Regions from separate parts of the Sus scrofa genome. Here all the other regions are linked to region 2. The links are chromatin contacts, called in public Hi-C maps. All regions are on one chromosome and are shown on one strand. Each heading gives the region's core, a stretch centred on a gene start, on an enhancer-like site or on the middle of the called end of the contact. The rest is flanking DNA. Distances are from core to core; before and after follow the strand shown.

Region 1 (4,711 bases), core at 1,411-3,910, 65 kb before region 2:
CCTGGGTCCACCTCCCACAGGAACTGACCTGGGACACAGACATCCTCACTGCTCCTGCCCCACTGAGCCCAGAGCTGGCCCAGGCCACTGCGTGCACGGCCGGGGACTCACCCAGGGGATACCCAGGAGGAGGAGGCCCCAGGCTGGGGTTCAGCCAGAGACACCCCTTACCTGCCCACCACAAGGCCCACCTTCCCTCTCCACCCCCAGGGCTCCCACTCACCTAGGCGACCGTCCAGGCCCTTCTCCTCCCGGAGCACGAACCCGAAGCCCTGGGGCCCCTTCTCTAGATGCAAGCATCGGGGTCTGTTGGGCAGTGCCCAGCCCTCTGCCAGGGGTGCAGCCAGGGGCATTCCCAGCTGGCGACACTGTTCCTCCACCTCTGGCCCTGCCACCAGCAGGGTCACCTGCTTGCCACTCTGCCAAAGCTGTGAGGACCCAGCAGGGCATCAGCACCAACCTGGGTGGGAAGGGCAGAGGCAGGCACCTCCTCACAGCTCCTCTTCCCAGGCCCAGGAATGAGGCACTAGGGGGGTGGGGGGAGGGACTGGCACTGAATGAAGGGAGGGATGGTGACAGAGGCATAAGATCTGGTCAGGAGAGTAGGCGTGTGGGAGAGGAGTCTGTGTCCTAAGGCGGGGCCCAGGCCCAGCGCGGAATGTGAAGAAGAATGGGAAACAGACAGCTGTACCTTCTTGCTGAGCTGGTTGTGTGTCAACTTCTCCACACTGACCCCATTCACTTCTAGCAGTCGGGCCCCAGGGGGCACCCCTGCCCGCTCAGCTGCTCCTCCAGTGCTCAGCACCAACCAGAAAGGACCCCAACGTCCTGAAGCACAGACAGAAAGTTTCTGCCCGCTGCCTGCCCAGAGCAGGGCCAGGATCCCCCTCCTGACCTCTCCCAAGCTCTAAGCTCACCTTGCGTGACACTGAAGCCAAAGCCACCCTCGTCTTTCACTATGTGGCACAGTCGAGGCCGGACCCCCGGGCCGAGAGTAGGACAGAGATGGGCACCATTCCCCCGCTGAGCTCGGGCCACATCATGCACATGCTTCGCCAAAACTGTCAGCAACACCCGAGGCCCGCTGGCCCGGATGCGGCGTATCACCTGAATGGTGGGCAGGGCAGCGGGCAGGGCGGTGGGCAGGGCGGTGGGCAGGGCGGCGGGCTGGGGCTGGCCCCTCTTGCCAGCTCCCGCTTCCTGGAAGCTACACTTCACTGTGGGAACCAGCTCTCTGGAGGCCTTCACCCAACAGGTCTGACCTGGGCACCCCCACATCCTGGGGAGTGGGGGAGTCCGAGGCTTGGCTCCTGACCCCCCATATACCCAGGGAGGTGACCACCTGGCTTCCATCTGCCTGAGGGGGGTCCCAACCCAACCTCACCACCAAATGGTCTTCATGTTCCACAACGTGGTTGTTCACCCCCAGGATCCGGTCTCCTTCCCGAAGACCCTGGTGCTGGGCAGAGGTGCCTGGCTCCACCCTGCACACCACATGCCCTGTCCTGCCCCGCTCCTGCTGCAGGTGGAAACCAAAACTCTTGCCCTCCTCTTTGCTCAGCAGACAGAAGCGAGGCCGGTCCAGACTCCAGGGATCTGGAAGGGGAGGCGGGCAGTGTAAGAGGGGGAGGAGAGGGGACATAGCCCAAGTACAAGTCACTTTGTGCCTGGCAGAGCCTGCCCCTGTGATTGGACACTGGGTGGGCTTCTGCTCAGTGAGGTATCGGGCAGTGGGGCTGAACACCCCCCAGCAGAGTGGCGGGGACAGAGGGAAACTCCTGGTCCCCTTCCACCTCCTCACAATTACTCCTCACCAGGCCTGTTATCAGTGGGAGACCGAGTGACTCCCAAGGAGATGGGACACTGTTTGGAGCCCTGATGACTTTGGGAGGGAAAAAATGCTTGCCCTGGGGTTGGGGTGGGGGGAGGTTACCAGAAGGATCGAGGTCTTCAGCCAGGGAGAGGACAGGATTATCAATGCCCAGCTTTGGGTTAAACTCAAACTTCCTGCAGGGAGGCAAGGGTAGGAGAAAGCTGGCATCTGGACTTGGGTCCCGGGCTCGCCCTGCCAGGCCAGTGACAGCTGAAGAGCTTCCCCACCTCCAATTCCCTCCTCGCCTTGATCCAGCCCCTCATAGCAGGGCACTTACAGGGCCAAGGACACTGTCTCCTGAAGATCTGCAGGGCAAAGAAGGGATGAGAGGAGGAGAGGCACATTCTGCCCCCCGAGACCTCTCTTCCATGGTCAACTCAAAGGACTTAGGTGAACCCCAAATTCAGGACTTGCCCCCTCTGTTCTGCTCCAAAAGGGTCCTCCCTTCCCCTTCTTTCCCCTCCCCAGCCCGGTCCTTGGGGCAGAAATCTGAGCATATCCGTACAGGGCGTGGACCAGGAAGACACATTTACCCAATCACCTCTCCTCCCCTAACCTCTGGTCTCTTTTCCTCAGGGCCCCAAGCCCTCAACCAAGGGTGTCCTTGTCCCAAAGCCTTCCAATCTGCCCTCTGCCTGAAAGTCCCCTCCAGAGGGTTTCTCCCAGCCTCCTACCTGCAGCTGCCTCCATGGTTGGATCAGCGAGCCAGTGCTCAGTGCAGGGACAAGGTCCATCGAAACCAGCTGATCCTCCCACCTACCCCCCCCCATGTCCCGCCTCCTCCAAGACGCTGCCTTGGAAGCAGTCGGGTAATGGTTAACGGGAGGAGAGTCTTGTCCTCTGGGGAAGTGTGGAAGTCCCTCCTGCCCCTGTTCCTGAGCCCCACCTTTCTCAGGAGGCTCTGCTGCTCTCCCCATTCCCCGTCTGTGCAGAGAAGGGTAGATTACTGGTCACTGCAATTCCAAGCCTGGGGACAGGAACCTTATGGCCCAGCATGACCCCAATATCCTGTTTATACCCCCCCAACCCCAACCTCACTGCCTCTGAACCTAGGGCCCAAGAAATATTTGCAACAGACAGTGGTCGGGGAGTTCCCTTCGTGGCTCAGCTGCTAACAAACCCGACGAGGATTCCTGAGGATGAAGGGTCCATCCCTGGCCTCACTCAGCGGGTTAGGGATCTGGCATTGCCTTGAACTGTGGTGTAAGTCGCAGATGCAGCTCGGATCCCATGTCGCTGTGGCTGTGGTGTAGGCCGGCAGCTGTAGCTCCAATTTGACCCCTAGCTTGGGAACTTCCATATGCCTCGGGTGTGGCCCGAAAAAAGAAAAAAAAAAAAAGTGGTCAATAGTTTAAATGGAATGATCAAGAATAGTACCCTTTCTTGAAAGCACCAGGCAAAGAGGCCACAGTAGATGGAAGACACAGCTCTTTAATTGCAACAAATCAGCGCCCAAGCTCCTAGGGGCCCCTGAGCTTAAGTACCATTGCGATAAAGGGGGTACGAGGATGAGGTAACAGCACCAGTGAGAGAGGAAAGTGGCTGCTGGCATCCTGAGTGTCCACAGAAAGCATAAAAACAGGACTCCGAGGCCCTCACCACATCTGGATGGCAACACCGACGGCAAGGCTGATGTAAGAAGTGTGCCCCCTGGTGGCACAATCCGAGGCTCCTTGAGAGGTGGCAGGGGCAAGGTTGGTGGTGGTGCTACACAGCAATATGGCCACCAAAATGCCACATCCTCCAGTCCTCCTAACATGTCCCTGGAAACTCCAGACTTGAGAACATTGGTTGGACATGCCCCAGGAGGGTAAGTGGCACAGCTGCGCCCCTTCTTTTGCCTCCAGCCCTGAGGGGCTCTTTCTAGAAGCGATAGTACAAGCCAGGAGGCCACAGACCGAAGGGGCTTGGGGCCAAGGGACACACAACCAGGTGCCTGCTGCCACTGTCTCAGGTTCCTGGGCCTCCCAGCTGCTCCAGGAGGGCCTTGACCTCGCTCTCCACTCGAAGCAGCTGGGCCTTACGCCAAGGATTAAGGGTGGCTCCCCGGTTATCTTCCAGATCCCGCAGCAGCAGCTCAAGGTGGCGCCGGACCCGGCCCCTATCCCAGCTGTTGAGATTCCGCTGGACTTCACCCAGGATCACCGACCAGTATTCGGACACTGCTGTCCCCTCCGTCAGTGACACCACGACCCGGGCACCGCCTTCCGTGGTACTGCCCATGTCCCGCAGGGCCTGCCGGCCCTCTGAGCTCAGCTCGTTGAAGTAGAGGCTAGAGGGGAGAGAGAAGAGCAGATGCCACAAGCAGGGCTCTGAGAAGGAGGGGCAGAGGGAGGGTGGGCAGAGGGAGGGGTCTCACATCTCATCCCCTGCCTGTGGAATGTGATGGGGTGTCTGCCATAGCCAGAGATGCCGGGTGGCGGTCAGTGGGAGGCAGAATTCAGTGAGGCCAGGGCCACTAGGACCCTAAGAGAAATGTGGTGGAGAATCAGGACAGGATAAGAGCCTATCACCAAGGGTGGGGCGGGGCAATGGGACCGGGGCCAGACTCACTGCAGCAGCTCCAGGGAAGGGTGCTCCCGGGCAGCCTTGGCTAAGGCCAGGGCCGCTGTGTCACCAGCACCATTGTAGGCCACGTTCAGCTCCTGTAGCTGCTGGTTACGGTCCAGCTGGGCAGCCAGCAGCTCTAGGCCCTCGTCCCCGAGGCCCGTGTGCAGCAGAGACAGGTGTTTTAGGGAGGTGTTTCCCGCCAGCCCCTCCATCAGCAGGGCCACACCTGCCGCAGTCAGTGGGTTGTTGGACAACCTAGAGCCACAAGCACCCCAAGATTATGAGGAT
Region 2 (4,671 bases), core at 1,156-3,655:
GTGGATAAGGCCCAGAAGGCAGGCTACCCAGAGATTTAGAATGACTTGAAACTTAGGCAAAGCTCCCAGAATCCCTTCCTCACTGACTCCCAGCCTTCTTTACTTTCTTTTCCTGTACCCTGCTTGTTTCTACCTGGGCAGCTGTAGGACAAAGTGACTAATCTGGTCACACTTAGCTTTCTGTAGGCAAGGAGTACACTGGAAAGGGCACTGGACCAGCCTTCTGAGGCAACCTGTACAATGGAAAGGGCACTGGACCAGCTGTCAAAAGACCTGAGTTCAAGTTTCCTGTCCTGATGAGTTTGCTCAGCCTAGAATAACATAACAGCTTTTTTTTGTGGTGGTGGTTGTTGTTGTTTTTGTCTTTGTAGGGCCACACCCACGGCACATGGAAGTCCCCAGGCTAGGGGTCAAATAGGAGCTGCACCTGCTGGCCTATGCCACAGCCAGAGCAATGAGGGATCTGAGCTGTGTCTGCAACCTACATCACAGCTCACAGCAACACTGGATCCTTAATCCACTGAGCAAGGCCAGGGATCAAATCCAAGTCCTCGCAGATATTAGTTGGGTTCATTAACTGCCGAGCCACCACAGGAACTCCTCTTTTTTCTTTTTTCTTTTTTTTTTGGCTGCACCCATGGCATGTGGAAGTTCCTGGGCCAGCGGTCAAACCTGAGCCACAGCACTAACCCAAGTCACGACAGTGACAACGCCAGATCCTTAACCCACTAGACGACCAGGGAACTCCTATAACAGCTATTTAGTATCTACTATATGCCAAGCACTATCCTAAGTGTTTTACACATAGAAGAACCCACTAATACAACAAATCTATTGAAGTCGGTACCATTATTGTCCCACTTCAGAGATGAGGAGACAGCCCAGATAGGTTAAGTAATTTACCTAAGATCACAAAGCTAAGAAGTGATGGAGACAGAATTCAAAGTCAGGGAGTTTGCTCCATTCTCTTCCCACACCTGCCTGTCTTACCTCTTCTCGTCTGATTCCCTATTCCTCAGAGACAGCATACCCATATACATAATACCCAAAGCATGTTTTATTGAGTAGCTATTTTGTCAGTGTCCTCCAATAAGCTGTGAGCTCTAGAAGGTGTGGTCTGTGCTCTGTTCGGTTCTAACTGCAGGGCCAACACATACCCTACTAGGAGTTCTTTTAATGTTAAAAGTAAATTTATAACTTATTGCTTTACTTTTGGACAAATCACCTAGCTTTTCTTAAATGTAGAATAAGGTACTAATATCACAGTAATGGGTGAGGGATTCAACAGATCTGATTAGAAAACTCCAACATTTATTAGCTCTGTGACCTTAGGCAAGTTACTTAAAGCAAGGTTTCCCACATGGCATAGGAATAATCATGTCTCAATGAATTGATGTGTGGATTAAACCAGATAATGAATATTAAAATAATAGCCTAACACACTGCTAGAACTCAACAAGTGTTGGCTCTTCATATTCTTGCTTCTGAGGGTGAGATGATTTAAGTATGAATTCTACAAAAAGGTCGACAAAAGGCAAGTGGAAGGATTCCTAACCTTTCCTTTCATCAGGAGTTATAGTTATAAGCAATCAGCCCATACTTAAAGAATATAAACGGTAAGGCAAGCACCGAATGAACGCTGAATGGTATTCAAGAAAGGAGTGACCCGGTTCAGAACCTTCTAAGGATTCACAAATTGGCCGAAGAGATAAGGCTCTGACGTGTTTAGACAACGACCAAAACAAAGCGCGCGAGGATCGAGAGCTAGACAGGAAGATGCCCCAGTGGCCAGGGAACGCTTGCCCTTAGCGATGGGGACAGGGCCCCTGGAGCAGTGGTAGAATTCGGAGAAAAGGAAGGAGACCACCCCAGCGGGTAAACCTCTCCCTGCCTGCTCCACAAGCTTCCCCCTAAGGCGTGGAGGCGACCGTGTTTCAGCAACAGCGAAGCCTCAGATGGCAAAGCATGGAGGTTCAAACCGGGGTTGGGGACCAGGGACGCTGCATGCGCCAAGCAGACTAGCGTGGCCAAGTTGCAAGAGGGAGACTCGCCGAAGCGCCCGGAGAGGAGCCTGGCCTTGGCAGCCGGCCAGAGCGCTGCCCAACGCTGTCCCCGCCAAACCCGGAGTCCCCAACTTACCGCCTGTCGGCTCCCGGGTCCCCAGCTCTCCTCCCACCTCGCACGATCTCCCGGTCTCCGGGAGGGCGCTAGAGCGACGGCCAAAGGCAGCCAATCACCATTCTCGGATCCCTCTAACAGCCAATTGCCTCTGCGACTGACGGAACCCGTGCGCGACCAAAACACGGAAGGGGCGGGAGTGAGGGGCGGCGGGCCGCGAGGAAAGGTAACGCTGCGGGCTTCGCCCGGCTCCAGGCGGGGCGCTGATGGGGATCCCAAAGGCCCGAATTCCCCCAACTGCGCAGGCTCGGCACACGGCACCCACTGGGCATGCGCAGGGTTCGGGTTGGGCGCCGCGTGGGGTCTCCCAGCTCAGTTGCTTAAAGCGCTAGCTAGCCGCGTGGGCGGTGAGACCAAGGACAAGGGGGAGGCAGAGTAGGAGGTGTGCAAAGCTCGATCCTCAGAACAGCCAGCACCGCTGAGCCCAAACTGGGGGTTCTTCGCCTTCTTGATCTTACTGTTTCTTAAATAGCAGTATTCCTTCCGCCATCCCCTTTTCCCCCCAAACCTCTGCGTGTCACGCGCGGCTCGGTGGAAACGGCGCCTTCAAGTCAGAAAACCGGCAGTCAGCCAGATTTCTCCTTCACACGTCACATCCAATCCATTGCCAGATCCTGTGAATTCTACCCCATAAAAACACAGGATCTCGAAATCACCCCTGGTTCTTAATCTTTGCCGCCCCCTCTCTAGTCCATTAACGTCCTTCAACCCAGGTGTCTATGCTAACCTAACTGGTTCCACTGCGAGCACTCTTGCTTCCCCCCAAATTATTCTCAAGGTGATCTTTACAAAGAGCAAATCTGATCAAACCACTGCCCTGTTTTAATCGCTCAAGGGCATTTTGCTGTCTGGAAAACCCATACTAAGGTTTTCTAGATCCTGTGGGACGCAAGGCTTCTCCAAGGAAATAAAACTCAAGCCTCCAGCAAATAGAATTGCCAGACCCTTATCAGCCCACCTGTGTCGCTGTAACTGTTACAATGTTCCTAAGGACCTCCCCACCCAGCAACTTGGCCTACTCCTGCCTGCCCCCTGCAAGGAAAGGTATGTGGCTCACTCCTCACCTCCTCTCCTGGGTTAACCTGGCCTACTCCTTCCTGCCCCCCACTAGAAAAGGTATGTAGCTCGCTCCTTAGGACGCCCCTATAGGCAACATATGCCTCCAGCCAACCAGCAAGTGTATCCAAAGACCTTATCCTTTCCCAACCAACCAGGAAATGTATCAGAAGACCCCTTTCTTCCCCTACCAATCAGCAGGCCAACAGGTGTATGGCAAGAGCACTCCTTGTACTCTTTTGTCTTTGGGCTATAAAACCATGTGCCCAGAGTCAGCTCTTCCTGGTTATCAGGATGTTGGCCCACTGTGTTAGCAGTGTCCCTTGCCTTAATAAACTTGTCTTTTCTACATCTCGGTTTTGTTTTTCGTTTATTTGTTTTTCTTTTCTAGAAACCACTTATGGAGGTTCCCAGGCTAGGGGTCTAATTGGAGCTATAGCCAATGGCCTATCTGCCACATCTTCGGCCTATACCACAGCTCATGGCAATAGCTCTCCTTAACCCACTGAGCAAGGCCAGGGATCGAACCCACAACCTCATGGTTCCTAGTCAGATTTGTTAACCACTGAGCCATGACGGGAACTCCCCACACATCTTGGTTTAAGTCCAGATTCTTTTTCCACCTGCATGCAGAGACCACAACAGATCCTTCAGTATCTGGGTCCTGCATACTTCTCTCCAACCGTGTGTATCCTGAGTGCTTCTTGCTTTCAGTCTCTGCTCTCCAACCCCAAATTGCTTTCAGTGTCTCCAGCACACCTAGTTGCCTTTCCTTTCCTGCCTTGTACTTGCTGTTTCCTCTGTCTGGAACAATCTTCCCCTCCCCTTCCCACTATGACTGATTCCTACTCATTCTTCTGGTCTCAAGGAAGATGCTTCTTTTTCCTGGAAGTCTTTCTGGACATCCCTTTCCTATATTTCCCCAATACAGCTCTGTCACTTCATACTTACCTGTCTACATATCTGCGTTCTGCACCTGACTCAGTTCAGTGAACCAGGGCAGGGATTTTGTGTGTTCTTTATCTTTTATAACCCCCTCGCTTAGCCTAGTGGCTAAAACTCAGTAAGGGTCTAAGACATATTTGTTTTTAAAATTATGTACCTTAGTAAAGTTCATTGGGATTAATATTTATTGTGTTATATTTTTCTAACCTAAACATAAGCCTATATAATTTATAGAATCAGAAAACACATTGAATGTTCAGTATAAATAAAATAGAGACAGAGTTTAGGGTGAAGGAGAAAAAAATAGCTTTGTTGCTTTGCCAGGCAAAGGAGGGTCATAGCAGGCTAATGCCCTAAAGACTGTGCTCCCCGCTCCCCCAGTGAAAAAAGTGAAAAATAGGGCCACACGTAAGGATCAGGGTAGATGCAAGCTTTCATTGTTTTTCAAAGCTGATGCTTCTTCAACATCTTCTATTTGTTGGGGGTTTTAGT
Region 3 (4,697 bases), core at 1,290-3,789, 110 kb after region 2:
ACGATGTTCCACTTCATGAGGGACCTGAGGACCCCACGTTCTGATGGACCCCTTTGCCATTCACCATCAGCACGTGAACGAGAAGTTGTCAGATGGCTTTGGATATAGCCCCTTCCTCAGCATCACTGGTGGCAACATGCCACTTTAGGATGCTGGGAAGGTGGGGTGGCTTCATGGACATGATTGGGAACATGGAGCACATGACAGCTGGAGGCAACTGCCAGACCTTGTCATCCTCCACTATCATCTACTTCAACATGGCGATGGTGCCTCCAAGGTCTACCAGGCAACATCAGAGGCGCTGAGCCCCAGGTGGGATCCTGGAGATGGGGGACTGCACAGGACTCGGACAGTGGACTGGAGCAGATGTCCATGGGACGTCACTTCCGAGACCAGGCTCACATCCTCCAGTGCTCCCTGAAACCACCGCACAGGAGACCAGGAGAAGCAGCAGGATTACATCCTGGATGAGAGTGAGGCCACATTTAACAATGAATGGCAGAGGGAGACATCCCGATTCTGGCAGCAGTGCCCTCTGGAATTTCACTGGCACAAGGCTTCAAGGGATGTGGGATGAAGGGCTGAAGGGCCTCCCTGCCCAGCTATACAGGGCCCTGAGGACTCCCCCTCCCCATAATCCCACCACCATGCTGACTAGTGAGGGGCCGGGCCTGGCCCCTCAGCTTCTCTTGTACAGGGTGAGAAATCATCCCCTGAAATAACTTTCCTTGTTAACTCCCACTCCCAATTTAATATTAAGTTAACAGGCAAACTGGCTCCTACCTCTCTTTCCCCCTTGCGGGGGTGGGGTGGGGTGGGGGTTGTCTCAAGGAGAACTTCTCATTGCCCCTTTACCTAGTTTTTCCTTCTTTAAGCTCCTTACCATAATGACTCCACTTCTCCTGTGTAACTGCTAACTTGATTTTTCTGTTTGCTGCTTCCATCTCTGAATCTCATCTTCCCTGTCATGCACTGAAGGGGCTTTTGGGGTAAGCTCTGTGTTTAGGGGCCGCCTCCAACCCTCAGCAACCCTAGATCTTTGCCTATTTCCTTCTCAGATCCCCTACTGCCTAGCCAGGGCTGCGTGTGCAAGGAGAGGACGGGTTACCAACCGTTTCTCCTTTCCCAACCCCTGCACATTACAAAGATCTTCCCCACACCCTTTTCTGACTTTATTTTTTGATCTATGAGGTTGCAACAAACTAGGTGTTTTTAGAATAAAGGAGAATGGAAAAAAGGAAGAAAATAGCCTCTTCTGTTCCTAAAGGACCTTAGTAGTCTCTCTGTCACACATTAAGTAATTGCTTACTGCCAACTTTCATTACATGCTGTTCTCTATTGGCTCAATACACTAAATCCCATGCCCTAACTAGATTATAAACCTTTCAAGGACTCTGTCATAGTTTTTTTGTGTCCAAAATAGTGCCTAGAATGAGTGCTACGAAGAAAATGGATACTAATGAGGTCCACCATACTTCTAATGAATAGACGAAGCTCCAGTACCTAACACAGACCCAGAAAATCCACACTCTGCCACTTAATCATTCATAACCAGGGACTTACCGTGCATAATCCTGGGGGGAGATCAGAAACTTCTCTTTCATCTGGAACTCAGCCTTGTTCTCCCACCAGAATTTGTTGGTTGCTTTCTTGTGCTCTGGGCTGAGGTTGGAGAGGATAAGTAATCTCAATGAGAGATTAAAGAATATTACTCAGATATATAGGCATTAAATAAATAATGCAAATTGACGTCTGGGTTTCTGCCTCTGGGCAAGGCTGAGAGATGTATGCTGTTAGTAGTCTCTTCCAGCATCTCCAGTCTCCTCCCAATAAAAATGGAAGAATCTGAGAGGAAGTGATGGGCAGCAACCTTGTCTGAGGCAGCTGCTCAGCTGGCTTTCGAGCTAGACCTCCAACACCACTGGGACCATGGCAGCCATAAACTTGCTACCCTTGATGCCTATAAGAGGATTCAATTATCTACCCTGATCAAATCACAAAAGCGTTCTTCCTCTCACCCACCCCAAACCCTCCCTTCCACAAGTGTGCTCGATTTTGTTATGCGGCTCCTGACACGGCGCTCACCTGGCCAGATGCTCCAGGAGCCCCCCGTGCAGCACGGTCAGGTTTCCGTGGCTCAGGTGTTTCCGCACCTCACAACTGCAGCACAGGCACCAGCAGCTGCGCTCGTGCTCGGGCACGTAACGCTCCACCTGAGCGGCGCGGATCGCCTTGCGGGCAGCCTCTACCTGTGGCAGAAAGGGGGAGAGGCTAAGTGGAACCCCGGCGGGACTTTCAGATCCCAAGCCCTCCGGCCCTCCCTGCTCGCTCGCATCCCCGCCCCCGGGCTTCCATGGTCCCCTCCGGCCTCCTGTCCGCACCTGCGGCAAGAGCCGCTCCAAAGCCACCTTCAGCTGCCGCTGGTGCTTGCGGCTGTAGACGTGCCCGCGACCGCAGAAGAAAGTCTGGCGGCAAAGAGGGCAGCGCTGCGCCGGCGCCATCGGCGCGGGACTCGGGATCCGCGATGCGGAGCTGCTCCTTTGCCGTCCGGTGACCTCTGACCTCTAGGGGGCGGGGCGAACCCATCTGCCCCCAGTGGAGGGCAGGCGCCACTGCAAGCCCTTCTGCGGCTGCGCGGGTTTTCTCCTGGCTGCCTCACGGCGCGCAAACCCAGCCAGTCGTCTAGTCACCTAGTGCTGTGTGTTCGGATGAGGTGGTCGATTTCGCTTGTGCAGATGCGGGGAAAGAGCGCGCAGGTTGGGACACAGACAAGGACCAATACAGACAATGTAACAATCATAACTAGTGTTTAATAGGGTGCTCAGTGTGTGTCCAAAGCTTTTGTTAACTACCTCACGTAGGAGGACCCTTCGTGGCTCAGCGGGTAATGAACCTGACTAGGATCCATGAGGACGCGGGTTCCATCCCTGGCCTTGCTCAACGGGTTAAGGATCCGGTTGGCGTGAGGTGTGATGTAGGTGGCAGACACGGCTCGGATCCTGTAGGCTAACAGCTACAGCTCTGATTGGACCCCCTAGCCTGGGAACTTCCATATGCTAAAGCAAAAAAATTGCAAACCCCCCCAAAAAACTACCTCATGTAATCCTCAGAATAACCCAATGGGATGACTATCCTTACTGGCATTTTGCAAGCAGGAAACTGAGGCGTGAAGGAGGAAGTAATTCTATGGAAGGTTGCACAGGTGTAAAGTGGCAGAGGCAGTACCAGCTGGCTGTTGGGAACACAAACTGAAGGCCTAATCTGAGACCTAATCACACTCATACCACCATGGGGTGTTCTGAGCATTGCTCCTGTAAAGATGTAATGGCAAAGCCAAAAAGGTTGCAGAATCATTGCTAAGAGAAGACATTTTTAATCTGTAAACATGCTCGGAGTTTCCTTATAGCACAGCAAGTTAAGGACCCAGAGTTCTGGTCTCTACTGTGGTGCAGCTTCAATCCTTGACCTGGGAACTTCCGCCTGCCCAGGGTGCAGTAAAAGGAACCCAAAAAACAAAAAACGGTAAACCTGCTAATCTAGAGGAATTTTACTAATTCTTCATAAGCCACTTCTCCCAGAGTCAACTGCCTTCCTATCTCCTTTCAGACCTAAGGTAAATTGCTCCTTCACAGGGCTAAAATCCCCAGACTATCATCTCTACCCTAGAGCTCCCTCCAAAAAAAAGACTGGGTCCTAGCCCAGACCTTACTTGAAAGATGAGCAAATAAAGCTGGTATGGTGTCCCTAGCTTTCCTTAGATTTGTTAACGGTGGAGTTCTCTGGTGGCTCAGTGGATTAAGGATCTAGTGTTGTCACTGCTGTGGCTGGAGTCACTGCTGTGGTGCAGGTTCAATCTCTGGCCTAGGATCTTATGCCTTTTTTTTGGCTGCCAAAAAAAAAAAAAAGATTTGTTGCTGGTGCTGGTGCATTAACCTGGATGGGTTACAATGTCTGTGGGTGTATACAGTCAACTACATAATTCAGACCCAGAAAGTAGTCAGACTCCCCTTCAGGTCTTGACTTCCTGTTGAAGCTTCCCTTTACACTCAGGCCTCTACCATATGTGATCCATTTTCCGTTTTTGTTTGTTTGTTTGGTTGGTTGGTTGGTTTTTTTTGTTTTTTGTTTTTTTTTTAGGGCTGTACCAGTGGCATATGGAGGTTCCCAGGCTAGGGGTTGATTTGGAACTGCAGCTGCTGGCCTACACCACAGCCACAGCAACTTGGGAGCTAAGCCACATCTGTGACCTACACTGCAGGTCACAGCAACACTGGATCACCAACCCACTGAGCAAGGCCAGGGATCAAACCTGCGTCCTCATGGATACTCAGACTCTGGTCTTAAAGTCTCTAAAGTGACTTTCCTGATTAATTTAATGTCTCTAAACAGCCTTCAGGAAATATCTAAATTTTGCAGCATGATTTTTTAACACTAGGTTTCCTAACCTCCTTTTCAGTCTTGTCTCCCACTTGTTCCCCCTTCCCCCTCCCTCCTCCACACTCTCCTCCAGGCAATAGTCCTGCAGTCCTTTTGCTCCTGTGTACTTTAGCATCTCTAGCCTTTGGTTCCCTCTGCCTGATAAATTCTTTCTATTATATAGGGCTCTGAAAGATGAACTAGAATGAAATTTCCATACGGCTGGTGACTTTGTCTGGAATGTGGTAAGCTTTCAATCTATTTATAAGCTCTTAGATCAA

What was found. Hi-C and Micro-C count contacts between places; a contact is called where the count stands out from the background.
Region 1: a Hi-C map of embryonic fibroblasts shows a contact between it and region 2, with 4 times the contacts expected there. The contact joins the promoter of PDZD3 here to the promoter of HINFP in region 2. A contact is called at or near these places in 5 of 47 Hi-C or Micro-C datasets (blood, embryonic fibroblasts and skeletal muscle) and 1 of 2 datasets of contacts at active chromatin or transcription factors (alveolar macrophages).
Region 3: a Hi-C map of liver shows a contact between it and region 2, with 2.7 times the contacts expected there. The contact joins the promoter of CCDC84 here to the promoter of HINFP in region 2. A contact is called at or near these places in 2 of 5 promoter capture datasets (fetal liver and liver) and 2 of 47 Hi-C or Micro-C datasets (liver and retroperitoneal adipose tissue).

The regions. Positions count from the first base shown.
Region 1 is chr9:46,399,326-46,404,036 of Sscrofa11.1, reverse strand. It overlaps PDZD3 (Na(+)/H(+) exchange regulatory cofactor NHE-RF4), which reads right to left and starts at 2,660. Exons shown (of 11, transcript XM_021062958.1): 1 at 2,548-2,660; 2 at 2,151-2,178; 3 at 1,934-2,007; 4 at 1,385-1,596; 5 at 918-1,107; 6 at 692-828; 7 at 224-428; 8 at 1-28. The coding sequence starts at 2,563. It overlaps NLRX1 (NLR family member X1), which reads right to left. Exons shown (of 9, transcript NM_001204769.1): 8 at 4,427-4,678; 9 at 3,811-4,145. The coding sequence ends at 3,824.
Region 2 is chr9:46,333,864-46,338,534 of Sscrofa11.1, reverse strand. HINFP (histone H4 transcription factor) reads right to left here and starts at 2,405. Exons shown (of 10, transcript XM_005667424.3): 1 at 2,140-2,405.
Region 3 is chr9:46,228,252-46,232,948 of Sscrofa11.1, reverse strand. CCDC84 (coiled-coil domain containing 84) reads right to left here and starts at 2,539. Exons shown (of 11, transcript NM_001244396.1): 1 at 2,382-2,539; 2 at 2,086-2,249; 3 at 1,564-1,662. The coding sequence starts at 2,501. It also overlaps the pseudogene LOC110255442.